Linked DNA regions of Mus musculus: all the other regions are linked to region 2. Evidence: chromatin contacts called from public Hi-C, HiChIP or PLAC-seq and Micro-C data. All regions are on one chromosome and are shown on one strand. Each heading gives the region's core, a stretch centred on a gene start, on an enhancer-like site or on the middle of the called end of the contact. The rest is flanking DNA. Distances are from core to core; before and after follow the strand shown.

Region 1 (2,700 bases), core at 92-2,591, 460 kb before region 2:
CCCAGCACTTGGAACACTGAGAGAGGGTCATAAATTCCAGGCCAGCCTCAACTACATAGGGAGACAGTGTGTGTATGTATGTGTGTGTGTCTCTGTGTGTGTGTATGTGTGTGTATGTGCTCTTGAACTATCCTGAAACATTGTTGAATAATAAACTTGGCAATACTGGACAGCAAACCTGTTAGTTGTCTAGTCTAAAAAATGTCCATCTCAAGTTTGAGGATGCAGAGGCATTGGTTATCTGACTTAGCAACAAAGGATTATTTAGATAACTTTAAAAACCCTCAAGGGAAACTACGTTTCAAGCTCTGCATTTTATACCTAAATTGTCCAAAGCGTTAGTTACTTACATCTCCATCCTTTTAGAACAGTGGTTCTCAACCTTCCTCATGCTGCGACCCTTTAACATGGTTCCTCATATTGTGGTGACCCCCCCCCCCACCATAAAATTGTTTTCCTACTTTATAACTGTAATTTTGCTACTGATATGAGTTATAACATAAAAATATATGTAGCCATGGTCCTTAACGGGGTCGCGACAGATAGGCTAAGGACTGCTATTTTAAAACATTGTTTTAAAATTCAAACGTAAAGTCTTATTACAGGCTGTTGAGATTCTACAAGGCTGGAACCACTTGGATGGTTTCTCTCGTATCTGGTCAAGTCTCGCATAGTGATACTGAGCCACACGTGTGAGCACTTTAGCACGGAGTGTTCTCATTTGTCTCTACTCAGTCTGTTCCACATACACATAAAGTTGGCCCAGGTATACTCCATACCCTTTCCTCAGCTGCTGTTCAAACTCTAGGTCTCATCACTTCACCACACGTCTGAATGCTCTTCAACACTGAAGGGCAAGAAAGGTCGTGAAACTTACAAATAAACGGGGCAGGGGCTAGCCACATCATTTTTTGACAGTGCTCCTTAAAGCATGGCCTTGGACCAAGAGAAGGTTCATCACTACTTGGGGACTTGTAAGAAATGCAGATTCTCGAGCTTACACCCCAGACTTTAACTAGACTCCCAGGTGATTCTTATTTAAGCTAGGATCTAAGAAATAACTAGATGTAGGAATTGGCCAACTGGACGCCACTCATCCGCGGAAATAAGGGACTCAGCCCTTTGTGCCCGCCTCGCACCCGCTCTACTAGGTAGCAACCGAACCCCCGGGGACATCGGAGCCAGGCGCTTGCCGAGGGCAATTTGGTGATTGGCTTGTGAGGCCACGTGACCAGCGCTGGGCTGTCCACGCGACACGATTGGTTCTCGCGGACGCTGACGGACAGGGCCGGGGCGGGCCAGAGCCCGGTCGGAGGGGCGCCCGCGGGGGCCGGAGGGGCGAAGGCGCGAGTGCGCGTGCGCGAGCGCGAGCGGCGGGGCTTTCTCCGGAGCCGTCGGAGGGAGCCGGAGCGCTTCTCCCGAGGTGAGCGGAGTGGGGCGGTCCCTCTGATGCCGGGTCCCAGGGAGCGGCGGGGGATGGCTCTGGGTTCGCCTGCCCCGGGAGCCCTGCACTAGGGAGGATGCAGCCCAAGCATTCGCTAGTCTCCGAGCCTTGGTTTCCCTTTTCCCACCCTCTGATACATCTCGCCATCCTCCCCGCGGTCACCGCGGCTGTGCCCGAAGAGGCTTGCCCACCTGGTCGCCTCGCCTCGGCCTTTGTTTCCCGCCCCGGAGGGATGCTGCCACCGGTCCCCTCCCCAGGGGAAGGGCTCCTGAGGCGCTGCGAGGGCGCCACGGGCGCTGGACTGGGTCTGGGCAGAAGGTGGCTTCCATGCAGTGGGACCTGTCGCATAGGAGAACGAAAGGGTCGGGGAGAGGGTAGTGTCACTTTGGTTCGAGCCCTTGAGACCCGAACTAATCCGGTGACTGCGAGAGAAGCGGAATTCATAGCGCAGCTGATGATTCTTCTGCCTCGATGCGGGAGCGAGCATCGTGGGGGAACCGAGCCTGTGCTGCCTGGAAAAGGGTGCCCTGGGGAAGGCTACCCTGTCTGTCCGCTGGACCTCGAGCCTGCCCTCACCCCAGACTTCACCGAAATACAATGCTCGGAACCTACGGAGAGAATCCAGAGATGCGTTACAAACCTTAAATATTTTTCCCTTTAAAACAATTAGATAGAGCAGGTCACAAAAACCGGTTTCCAGAGACAGTGTAACTGGTGACTGGGAAATAGTGAGGGAATTTGCCTGCAGTGAACTGCAGACCAGACAGTGCACTGAGAGGCTTCTTCAAGAAGATAGAAGACGCGGGGTGGGGGTGGGTTCTGTGACTTTCTAGGTCTATTCAAGAGGGTACTTAGTTTCAGTCTGTCAGGAGGGCAAGCAACAGAGGGAGAGGGGAGGTAGGGTCTAAGATGCACTTTGTAAATCTTTGCTAAAGTGTATGGGTTTTTTTTATTATTTATTTAAAGACCATTTGACTGCCAAAGAGATGGGGTGTGGGGGGAGGAAATCTCCCTAGAATCCTTTAGAAGAGGGAGGGTGTGTCCAAGAGTTTAAAATGGTGCTTAAAAGGCAGGTTCTTGGGGAGTGTCCCCAAACACAGTAGCAATGACATGCGAGGCGTCTAAAAGACGTGAAACTTGAAAGATCCCATGAGTTTTCCGCGGGTTAACTAATCTGATGCACCTGGCTTTGTAAAAACTGGTTCAGCCAATTGCCAGAGTTTCCGTGTCACCCATTCAGAACTTAAGGTGACTCA
Region 2 (2,700 bases), core at 27-2,526:
AGAGAAAGAGAGAGAGCAAGCAATGAACCAAAACTATTGCATTGTGACTCCGTTTTTCAGTGCTTAAAGGATCAATGGGGTTAGTAAACAAAACAAGTCAGGAACTCTAAGTCAGAGGACTGGGAAGATGGCTCAGACACACACACAAACAGACACAGACCGGGCGGGGGTAGGGGATCAAACTGTAGGTTAACATCCAATTGTCACAATAGATTTCAATCCTCCCAAAAAATATAATGGTAAACTTGCATCAACTAAAAATTATATAGCAGTGATTTATCTGTATTAAGCATATGCTATAGCAAAATTTCATTAAAATTATCTACTTCTAAGACATAAAATCCAACAAAGCAAAAACATTTAAAACATGAAAATGAGCTCAAGTATCAAATAAGACATATCCATTAATTCTTACCTCAAGAGCTTTAAAAAAGCATTCTGAATTGTCCGAAGACTTTAAAAACTTCACAAGAAACGGCTCTTGGTCATTTCTGGACATAGCTGAACTGTGAGAATAAGGCAGTCAAGAAGAACAAAAGTCAGTCAGTCAATCAGGGAATTAAATGTACAAGTCAACTATTTTTGTAGGGTTTTTGGTTTTTTTTTTTTTTTTTTTTAGTTTTGAGACAAGCCCTGGCAGTCCTGGAATTCGCTCTGTAGACTAGGTCTGCCTGGCACTCAAGAGATGCTCGGCCTCTGCCTCACTCAAGCTGGCAAAAAAGGGAGTGTGCCACTACCGCCCGGCCTGCAAATCAACTATTTTCTTATGCAGACAAGAGTGCCTAAGACATAGCTATCTGGCTTGGTTCATCAATTCATTCAAGATGTTTACAAAGGGCCCCAGAAGGTGGGCAAAGTCGAAGAAGAAAAAAAAGGACACGGATCCTTGCAAACGTGAGAACAAAATGAACGTTCCTGATTGAATCCCCTGAGACCCTTGGTTTGGTCCTCAGTCACTCACTGTTCACTTGCATGGGGCTTAAGACGACGCAGGGCGCCGCTGCGGCTACGGGTACCCACAGCCCGCAAGATTTGCTCCTAAGTTAACGAACTCTGAACGCAAGCAGCCACCGTGCAAGGTCGTGCACGCTCGGCCCAGCTCCCAGGGAAAGGAGCGTCCAGGCCGCGGCTCCCCAGGGACCTGAGGCCCACCCGCCGGTTAGGAGAGGCGCGAAGGCCGCAAGAGGCGCCGGGCGGCCACGCCGGCCGGGAGGAGCCGAAGCTCGCTCACCTAGGTGGAGCCCGAGGGCCCACGGGCACCAAGTCGGGGGGCGCGCGGCCGGCAGGACGGCGGCTGGGGTCGGGCGCCAGCCCGGCGCGCAGCCCCCGCCCTCGGCGGCGCCCCCAACCCGAAGCTAACGCTGCAGAACCCGGAAGGGCCAAGACCGGGAACCGACTTTCGCGCCAACCGAGCGGACGCCACACCTCTTCCGGAGGAAGTGGCGTCATCGGGGCCCCCGCTCTGGGAAGCGGAGCGGTCGGAAGAGGGCGGTCCTTGGGCACGCTTTCCCGAGATGCTCTGGGGTCTGGGTTTGCGGCAACAGTTTCGGCTGCGGCGCAGCTCATCGTTCGTGGCGAGGGCCTGCGGGCGGCCGGACCGATCAGCCTTAAGTCCAGAACGTGCAGAAGTGGGGCGAGGGGGTCCAGTGGCGAGTTCTCCTGACGGTGCCGGGGCAGCGCATGAAGCTAATAGCGGCTTGTGGGTGGGAGGATGTTAAGAAAGTCAAGGTCTGACTCCCCAAAGTGGATGAACAATCAATCCTTACCAAAGCCAAAAACAGTAACGGAAAGAAGACTGGGTGATGAAAGGCACGCTAGATTATTGATTAGGTTATATTCACATTCAAGACTTTTAAAATATGTATTTCTAAGCCGAGCAGTGGTAGAGCACACCTTTAATCCCAGCACTTGGGAGGCAGAGGCAGGCGGATTTCTGAGTTGCCAGCCTGGTCTACAAAGTGAGTTCCAGGACAGCCAGGACTATATAGAGAAACCTGTCTTGAAACTCCACCCCCCCCCCCCCAAAAAAAAGTATTTCTAGATATCCTCTATCAGGTGTATAATTGGCAAAGATTTTCTCCCATCTGTATGCTTATTCATTTGATTAATTTTTCTTTGCTGTGCACAACCTTTTAACTTCACGCAATCCCATTTCATTTGTCCGTTGTTCGTATTATATCCTGAGCAACTAGGGCCCTATTCAGAAAGCCCTTGACTATTTTGGTTTCAGGATTTCAGTTCTGACATTAAGGTCTTTAATCCATTTGGAGTTGATATTTGTGTAACGCAAGAGAGATTAAGATCTAGTTTCCTTCTTTTATGTATGGCTATCCAATTTTCCCGGCACAGTTTATTACAGAAGTTGGTTTTTTTCTTTTCTGATGTGTACTTCCGGCATTTTGTGACAAAGAATCTTTACTTAGCCAAACCTGTAGTCTGACTACTGGTCGTTCTCCTTGTAAAAATCCAGTTAGATCCTGCCACCTTTGATAGCTCATGCCCTTTCTCATTTTTCACTGTCCCCAGGTAATATCTGACTATTCTGGCCTATCTACAGTAAGAAAACTCTTAGGTTCTAACCAAAACCCCATTCTTATGTTACCTCTTAAAAGTTGCTAAGGGTAGCCGGGGGCAGTGGTGGATCACGCCTTTAATCCCAGCACTCAGGAGGCAGAGACAGAGGCAGGCGGGATTTCTGAG
Region 3 (2,700 bases), core at 163-2,662, 370 kb after region 2:
CCTAATAAGATGTTAAATAAGGTGTGTAATAAAGATTACACTCAGTAACAAAAGCACATGGCGATTATAAGCCTTTACACCTGAACATGTTTCCTACTCAAATGAAGATCGCAGGTGTGCATCACAACTGTGTAACTGTTAATACAGAAAGTTACTGTTAGTACAGAAACAGGACTTCAAGGGCGCTCCTCAGCTTCCCCCAAATGTCTCTAAGGAACTAGGGCTCAGGCAGTTTTACCATAAGAGGTCACGGTTCAGAATATTAAAAGGCAAAGTTGAGGGAAACCAAGATAAAGTTGGGACATTTTACTCAAAAGAAAATGAACACGCTAATAAACAAACAACAACGACAACCAGCTGGCGTCATCACAAGACTTAGCATTATAGCAAAGCTTCTTAAAATAAGTCATGACCCCACCTGAGGTCACACAACTCACTGTGGGGGTTGTGAAAATGTGGCTGAGGTTAAAGGTTTCTGAATGCGCACGGACTAAACGTGAACCCCAAGACAAACATGACATGAAACCCAAGCTGCTTCTGATCATGCGCACCCCTTCTGATCGCGCTCACCCCTTCCGATCATGCTCACCCATGCTGCACAGGGCAACCTCCAACCTCCCGGAAGCTTTGCGCCTTGCACTGTACACTCGACACACGACGACAAGGTCTCACTGAGATGCCTTGGCTCAAGTTTGACGCTACTGTGCTTTTCTGCTCTTTTAGAAACACATCGGTTTAATTATGTAATTAAAAAAAAAAAAGACTAATTTTTTTCCACGGACAGTTCTTAGTGTGTATCTAACCGGTTTATTAGATCTCTATACACACATCCCATTAGTATAATTTTGTCTTTAATAAGTGTCAAGGAATTGTTTTAAAATGATCTTCCTTATGATCTATTATTGATAAATGTCGATTTGTACACTTGTACCCGTACACCCTGGGTGATCTAGAAGGAAATGATGAAGAGAGGCGTGAATAGCAAATCCTATAGTAAACTAATAAGAAAATCCTATAATAGACTACAAAACAAATCTCCTAAGCCCCACCCATATTCATGAATGGTAGTTAAGCATAATTACAAATTAGTAATAAAATTATAGCAAGGCACAAGCATATGGAAAAAATAATCTTCTGTTTCTTGTTATTTTTAGGTTACAAAAAAAAAAAAAGACAAAACTCCACCACAATCGTGTTTAAAATTATTTTGAAACTATTTGAACACTCTGAGGGAAACGATACGAACAAGATGTCGCACTAGGAGGCCTCAGCCACAGCCACAGTTAGTAACAAGCCATGGGCCCGAATGCCTTTGGGAGAGCGCCAGTGAACAAGGAGAAGCTATGGGCACACTGGCTGTCAGAAAACCAAAACCGCATTCCAGTGAAAGAGGGAGGGCCACTTTCGGAGATGGGTGGATTCGATCACGCCCCTCCCTCTACACCGCACAGCACAGGTTATCCAGGCAGACGCCCCACCAAGGTGTAGCTCCTCCCTGAGAAGGAAAACAAAAAGACGGACCTTACACCCAACGTCATGGATTATCTGAGGTTGCCTCTAAAGGTCTGCTTAAAAGGACTGCTGAGCAAAAAAGCCAGTCTGAGTACCGCTGAACAGAGTGTCACGTGACCACTGCAGTTCTTCAGACAGATAACACTAAGAACAAGAGATAAGAAAGCTCTGTGAGGCCCTAAAACCCCTAAATTGGGCCAATCGACTCAAGAATGGAACTAGCTTAAACACACACACACACACACACACACACAAATATAAATAAATATATAGAGCACAAAGAATACAGAGAAACAGAGAGACAAGGTCCAATGAAGCCCTCTGATGGGAAGAGGGCGGATGGAAGTTGTCCCCGCCAATGTTTGAGGACTGTCCTAGACAGTCTTCAAACAGGAATGAAGAAGCGGCGTGTCTGTCCAGACTATACAAACAAAGTTATCTGTTATTGTTGGCAATAAAATCACATACATTGGAAAGCCCCGTAAAAATAAATCGCGCACTCAGAACAAGAGGTAGGGCAGCCTGACACAGATATGATTTTGGAAATAAAACGGAAAAATTACTATTCCATTTTCCAAAAATCTGTAAGACTTCTAATTCTGGGCCTTTAAAAGTATTATTATAAAATACTACTTAGAATTGTTGGCGTTCCTTGTTATGTAAAGTAGAGTGCCTTTTTGAAGGACATGGGCTGGCAAGATGGCTTGGTGGGTTAAGGCCCTTGCTGTATAAGCCTGGGGCTCTGAGTCTGATCTCCAGAACCCACGGTGGGAAGAGGTAGGCTACCCCTGCAAGCTGTCCTTTGACTGTGCACATGAGATAACATTACATGTGTGCGAGACACACAATAATAAATATAATGATAACAATAACTTGTATATAAAAGGTAATTTGTTATAATAGACAGTCACCGTGGCATTGAATAGCATGGATATATGTCACCATGCTAACCCTCTAAAATGTCCTTGCAATGTTGCTTAGGCTTGGCTCCAGAATTCTCTCCTACGCCTTGGAAGTTCAAAGTCCTTTCTACAGAATGCATGAGTGTTTGCATATAATTCTTACAAGTCCTCTCATGTTATTGAAGCCATCTCTAAATTACTTATTATGCCTAATACAAATGCTAGAAGTAGTCACTATACTGTATAACGGATACTGGCAAAAAAAAAAAAAAAGGTCTGTCCATAT
Region 4 (2,700 bases), core at 124-2,623, 410 kb after region 2:
CACACTGGCATGCATACACACTCAACAGTACATGGCAGACCATTAACCTCATTGTATCTAAGGATGGATGGTTAATTATTTTTGGCCTTGGTGTTCCATAGATATAAATTTTTGTAGCAATTTTCTTTAATGTATGCATCACCCTGTCATATTTGTTAAAGGGAGACAGGTACATGATACGTAGACTCTTTTAGAAAGCTTAGTTGTGCACATTTATTATTTACATAGCTTACATCCTGTTCTCTACCATCTTCGTCCTTTGCTGTTTACAAATTGCTTTCAATGAGCACGCATTTACCTTTATACTCAGAAGGAAAACAAATAAAGAATTTCCAAAAGAATTCAGTTCTGAACAAGACATAACATTCTTAAAAAGTGAGTAAGTGTGCGGAGTCGCACTGTGCTCGGTGCTGAAGCGCAGCCTCGCTCTCACCTGTGGTGCAGACCTCGAAGCTTGCAGCTCTCGGTGAGCATCATCGTCACCTGAACTTCAGATGCTTGGTCTATGTATTAAAAACAAAGACAAAAACAAAAACCACTGCCGTGATTAATACTGTACGTGTTACACTAACATTTCGTTACCTAGGGTCAATTTTCATTGTAACTTACAAGCAGCCTCCAGCCCAGGGCAGCCGACAGACCCTGGCTGGAGACGGCAGCTTTCACAGAAACTCCGGAGCAGATGACAGAATCTGGTAAGGTTCCATAAGGCACATTACGGTTTAAAAACAAAGTTACTTGAAAAATCAAAACTACCTGGGGACCATGTTGTCCCCTGACGGTGAGAAGAACCATGTCACACCCTTTCTGTGGGCTCCGGGGATGAGAGAACTTAGATTTCACACTTTGCTGCACTGTTACAAAGTCTTAGTATGTAGCCTAAGGTGGCCTCCAACTTCCGATCCTCCTGCCTCCGCCTCCTAAGCACGGTGTATTGTGCCTGGCTCCATTTTATTTCTAGTATCTAAATTCATGGGTTTTGATCCAGGTGACATTTCTGACTTCAGTCTTTGGAAACTGACACTGGATATCTATTAGATCTCTGAACAAAATTATTAAACTTAAAAAAAAAAAGGCTTCAATTTTCCCCATAAAAATTTGCATTCTCTAAAACAAAACCCCAAACCCCCAAACCCTATTCTTTGTTGAGCTACTATCTGTGCAGCACGCATTAAGATGAAATAGAGCTCACCAGCCTGTGAGGGATGTTTGTCAGCAGGACACAGCATCAACAGAGAATCAATACTCTAAAAGATAAACGTGGAGCACCTCAGCCATGTGGCCTATGCAAACGAGCACCACTGCATGTCCCCAGCCCACATAAGCCATGGCTGAGTGCTAAGGACTCACTGTGTTTGTTCCTGTTTCCCTCCCGTCAGGGAGAACACAGTAGTTACTGGGGTTGGGGAGCGGAGGGGGGGGGCGCGGTGGCCACAGCTCCAGCACAGAGCGAAGGCTTATCACAGAGCTGCAGGATCTGTGCTGCGCTTTCTTATCACTCTTATTTCCTTTCCACACTAACTCAGGATTGAATTCAGGACTCACTATGATGCATGGAGTATTTATAAATCCAAAAGTACTGCCATTAAAATAAAGTATTTCCTTAAGAAAAATAAGAAAACAAAAAGCAGTTCCTTTACAATACTTGTGGCTCAAACCTTATAATTATAAAGAGTAAAATGTAAAAAGAGTCATGTAAATTATCCTTCAAAATTAGTCAGAAAGCCCACTATCGTCTAACAAAATATTAAATGTTTTGGGAGCTAAGGGGAGGAAACAAACACAAAACAAAGCAGCGAGTTGAACCGTTTGAATGCGGAGGGGTTTAAGGATTTGTAGAAGTTCTAAACGGGCAACTTTGTTAAACTACAGGCAGTAAATTCTAGATGTTTTAGTTATGACTAGTAAAACCTGAAGTTTTAGAAATAATATACATAAGCCCTCCGTCCTTCCCACCTACTCCCTTACGTACATTTAGAAACAGTTACTGTAAATCTCAAAAAAACTTTACATCTTCTACTCAAAAATAATTTCCTCTCAATCTCTGCCAAGTGCTTAGTTTCTTTCTCAGAAAGGAGCACTCCTTAGATCGGAAAGAAGGACTAGTCTGTAAGGCGCTTGCCTTCCTAGCAAATCTGATGGTCATGAAAAAGAGCGGGGCACGCTGGCACGTGCTTACAGCCCGAGCTGTGGAGGCAGATCCAGGTGGATCTCTGGAGCTCGCTGACCAGTCTGCCTAGCCTAACTGGAAAGCCCTAGGTCCCAGAGAGAAAGAGAGAGAGATGTCTCAAAGATCAAGGAGGATTTGGGGAGAGATGGCTCAGTGGTTAGAAGTACTGGCTGCTTTTCCAGAGAACTTGGGTTCAAATCCCAGCACCTACCCATTGGTGTCTGACAACTGTCTGTTCCAGGGGATCTAACACCCTCCCAGGGGCCCAGAGCACCCAGGTGGTACAAATACACACATGCAGGCAAAACATTCATATACATAAACTAAACTAAAATAAAATAAAGATAATTTAAAAAGAAAGCAAAAAGGCGGATAACACTTGATTAGAGAATCCTAAGGCTGACTCCTGGGATCTCTGCATGTATGCACACATGTACATGAACACCTGCTTACCTAACACACGGGTAAGGGTAAAGGGTGGCAGTCAGGGTAAGGGTTGAAGAAACAGGCATGTCTTAGGGCACTACACA
Region 5 (2,883 bases), core at 332-2,831, 330 kb after region 2:
GGGCCTTGCCAGGAGTCTTTGAAGCTGCTGGCTACTCCAAAGCACATTTCAGAAAACCCCACAGTTGGTTTTGGACATGGGTCAGTCAGTCACATAGGAGCACAGCACATATGACCTGTATTTAGGGGAAGTTGCCAGAGGCAGACAGTAGTGGCAATGCATGCTCCTGAGATAGCTACTCTACCACCCCAGCCTCTGTAGCCTTGTCCATAAGGTGGAACCTGCTCTATCAAGTCCTGTGGAGGACTTTGTGGTGGCAGGAAAAGGAAGGTGTTTTCAAAACATCTCCCCTGCTATCCTAGGGAGATACCAAGGTCTGCCTAAGGGGTCGGCCGGCCATTAGATATGAAGCAAGGGAGCTGGTAGGCTGCATTTCTCTTTGCCTGGGACCTGATAACACCCACAGTGTGGGAAGTTAGTGTGCTAGGTCTTGTTCACCTGTGGGGCGGTGAACTGTGCACAGGCAGCCTGGTCCCCAGTCGAGCAAAGGTCTGAAACCCTGGTGACCCAGTGGGTGGTGATTTCCACTTGCATTGGATAGAAGGTGTTCGATCATGACTCCTGGGCCCCTGGCTCCTGTTGCAGCTACAGCCTCCCATAGCCCCCTGCAGAGAGGTGTGTGGCCATCAGTCAGCAGCACCAAGCCCTCCCACATGCAAATAAGGTTTCCCCAAAGCTCTCAGACCAAACCATTGAGAAGAACCTGTTGTCAGACCCTGACCCACCCCCAAACTGTATATAAGAATCCTATCTGGAAGGATTAGAGGTGTGTGAGAACGACTGTGTTCATCCAAGAGCTTCTGTCCTAAGAGCTGTAACACTTGAAAAGAGGTCTGCTCTCCCGAAACACTGCCTGAAGCTCCACCACACTCCTCACTGACTAGTCGGATGGTCTCTCACTGGCCCAGTCCAACCCGACTCAGTGCAGAGTTACTGAGTAACCTGGAAAGCAAAGCACGGCAGAGACGGAGGTGGAGCCAACTGCAGCAACAGAAGCATCAGAAACGATGTCCCCTCCCTGCCCGCACTCGCTTCCCTTCGCTGGAACTCTCACACCAGGCCAGGCCAGAGGTCTCCATGGAAACCCTCTGATACTCAGGCCCACATTCTCCCAAGGAGATATGAACACTGAGCTCCCAGAGCACACCGAGGCCCAGGCGTCTGTTCGGGATGCCATCCTTTGAGAATCTTCCTTGGAGGCAAGGAAAACATACGTGTATATCCCATGAGTCTGGATGCTCGTTCCCAGGTAGAATGATGCACAGACCTGGCTCTGCAGCCCTGGTGTATGCAGATTAAGATTAGGATAAGAAAGTAAGTACAATTTCCAACAACCTGCCTTGGCAGCTCCCACATCCCACTGCACTCCGTTTTGTAATGGACCTATGGAGTCTTGCCTGAGCTCAGGGAATCCTAGAGGGTATAGACCATGTCTCGTTTCTTCTAGAACCCACAGAGCAGGGTCCCTGTGTGTGTGGGAAACAGAAAGCAGGAACTCATGCTGAACTCTCAACTGTCTCCTCCAGCTTGGCCTCTAGAACCTAGGACAACACTACACATACAGAGGGTACTCAACAGATGGTGGCCAGATGGCTGTTGAGCCTCATGTAGACCCAGTCCTGCAGACAGCAAGGACTAGTGGGTGTTTCCCAACTGTGCTCTTGGTTTCTGGCTCCCTGGCTCACTCCTTTTGCCTTGGGTGTCCTCCCAAGTCCCTCTTCCAGTTACATTCTAAATGTCCTCCCTGAGCCATTCTTTCTGGGATGACTTATCTGACCGGCCTGCCTTCAATCTAATATCAGCTTCAGCCAAAGTCCTCCAGGAACCAACCTGAGTCCCAAGACTCCAGTGTCTAGTCCCACCCTAAGCCTTACCCTAGTTCCAGGGCCTAACACTACATATGTACTAGCAGGTGAGTGTCCTCCAGTGTGCAGAGACTCACACACACTAGAGCCCACACAATCCCAATGTATACAGATCCACACCCACGGCTCCAAGGAGACCCAGGGTGGTCAAGCTTGGAAGCCCTGAACCTTTCCTACTGGGAAGAATTTGGCAGGTTTAAAGGAAGACAGAGCCAGGAGACAGGAGGAAGCCTGGGCAGGTAGCTAGAAAGGTCATCTTGCTAAAATCTCAATGACCCCTCTAACCATATTCTTTCCAAGGTCTTTCTTAGCACAAAATTCTGACACACGGGCTGGAAAGATGACTCAGTGGCTAAAAGCACTGAATGCTCTTCCAAAGGACCCAGCACCCACTTGGCAGCTCACAACTCTGTAACTCCAAGCTCTGACACCTTCACACAGACATACATGCAGGTAAAACACCAACACATATAGAATAAAAATAATTTTTTAAAAAAGTTCTGATACATGGTAATGGATCAAGCCTAGGACAAGAATGGGATTTCCCCTAAGTGGCCCTAGTGAGGAGGAGAGAAAGGTGTCTTCCATTAAGATCAAGCAAGGCCTCTTTCTGCCTCATTAGCCCCAGGCCAGGCTCCTGCTGAGAACTACCCTTGAAGTTGTGGAGATACAAGCAGACAGTTGGCTGCCCTGTCAGACCTTTGCCTTATTTTAGTGTCTTTTATATCCCCTTGGACGTGGTGGTAGGTGGCCTGTGGTCGGCTGTCCCACCTCATTGTAGGCAGATTTCCTGAGGATTCAGCCCTGAAATTTCAGAAGAGGAAGAACAAATTGATTCCAGCAAAGGACTGTTTCCAAGAACATTAAATCCAGCTGTTGTTTCTGCAGCTCACAGACCCCCTTCCCCCTCCCCTGGCTGCTGCTTCCCTGGGCCTGCCACCTCCCCTCCCACCCTGCCCCTGCTCTTGGAAGCAGAGGAAGATGCTCTCTTCTGGCCCTTGGTCCCACCGCTACCCTC

The links. Hi-C and Micro-C count contacts between places; a contact is called where the count stands out from the background. HiChIP or PLAC-seq counts read pairs in DNA pulled down with a chosen protein or histone mark.
Region 1: an H3K4me3 HiChIP or PLAC-seq map of pro-B cells shows a contact between it and region 2, with 3 times the contacts expected there. The contact joins the promoter of Tmem108 here to the promoter of Topbp1 in region 2. A contact is called at or near these places in 3 of 39 promoter capture datasets (the C10 cell line, hippocampal neurons and pre-B cells), 3 of 484 Hi-C or Micro-C datasets (cortical neurons, epidermal suprabasal cells and pre-B cells) and 2 of 115 datasets of contacts at active chromatin or transcription factors (large pre-B cells and pro-B cells).
Region 3: a contact with region 2 is called in a Micro-C map of the G1E-ER4 cell line. The contact joins the enhancer-like site here to the promoter of Topbp1 in region 2. A contact is called at or near these places in 2 of 39 promoter capture datasets (the 3T3-L1 cell line and hippocampal neurons), 6 of 484 Hi-C or Micro-C datasets (the G1E-ER4 cell line, the MC3T3-E1 cell line, differentiating embryonic stem cells and 1 more), 8 of 115 datasets of contacts at active chromatin or transcription factors (embryonic stem cells, stem cell-derived neural progenitor cells and trophoblast stem cells) and 1 of 9 other capture datasets (embryonic stem cells).
Region 4: a contact with region 2 is called in a Hi-C map of the G1E-ER4 cell line, with 2.6 times the contacts expected there. The contact joins the enhancer-like site here to the promoter of Topbp1 in region 2. A contact is called at or near these places in 7 of 39 promoter capture datasets (the 3T3-L1 cell line, 3T3-L1-derived adipocytes, hippocampal neurons and 3 more), 13 of 484 Hi-C or Micro-C datasets (the C2C12 cell line, the G1E-ER4 cell line, the Patski cell line and 7 more), 4 of 115 datasets of contacts at active chromatin or transcription factors (T-cell acute lymphoblastic leukemia, embryonic stem cells, extraembryonic endoderm stem cells and 1 more) and 1 of 9 other capture datasets (embryonic stem cells).
Region 5: an H3K4me3 HiChIP or PLAC-seq map of embryonic midbrain shows a contact between it and region 2, with 4 times the contacts expected there. The contact joins the enhancer-like site here to the promoter of Topbp1 in region 2. A contact is called at or near these places in 2 of 39 promoter capture datasets (both in the 3T3-L1 cell line), 2 of 484 Hi-C or Micro-C datasets (liver and nephron progenitors), 1 of 115 datasets of contacts at active chromatin or transcription factors (embryonic midbrain) and 1 of 9 other capture datasets (embryonic stem cells).

What each region holds. Positions count from the first base shown.
Region 1 is chr9:103,760,478-103,763,177 of GRCm38.p6, reverse strand. Tmem108 (transmembrane protein 108) reads left to right here and starts at 1,341. Exons shown (of 6, transcript NM_178638.4): 1 at 1,341-1,423.
Region 2 is chr9:103,303,903-103,306,602 of GRCm38.p6, reverse strand. It overlaps Topbp1 (topoisomerase (DNA) II binding protein 1), which reads right to left and starts at 1,276. Exons shown (of 28, transcript NM_176979.5): 1 at 1,232-1,276; 2 at 416-506. The coding sequence starts at 499.
Region 3 is chr9:102,933,288-102,935,987 of GRCm38.p6, reverse strand. No RefSeq gene overlaps it. Among named protein-coding and RNA genes, the nearest start is that of Gm31434, 68 kb to the left of the region's middle. Within about 2 kb of position 1,412, at least 46 of the 459 cell types and tissues checked have an H3K27ac peak or open chromatin away from gene starts, as enhancers often do. A contact at or near this core is called in the G1E-ER4 cell line and trophoblast stem cells, where this site is marked.
Region 4 is chr9:102,889,019-102,891,718 of GRCm38.p6, reverse strand. Ryk (receptor-like tyrosine kinase) reads right to left here. Exons shown (of 15, transcript NM_013649.3): 10 at 434-503. Among named protein-coding and RNA genes, the nearest start is that of Ryk, 55 kb to the right of the region's middle. Within about 2 kb of position 1,373, at least 18 of the 459 cell types and tissues checked have an H3K27ac peak or open chromatin away from gene starts, as enhancers often do. A contact at or near this core is called in the G1E-ER4 cell line, where this site is marked.
Region 5 is chr9:102,978,214-102,981,096 of GRCm38.p6, reverse strand. No RefSeq gene overlaps it. Among named protein-coding and RNA genes, the nearest start is that of Gm31434, 23 kb to the left of the region's middle. Within about 2 kb of position 1,581, at least 39 of the 459 cell types and tissues checked have an H3K27ac peak or open chromatin away from gene starts, as enhancers often do. A contact at or near this core is called in liver, where this site is marked.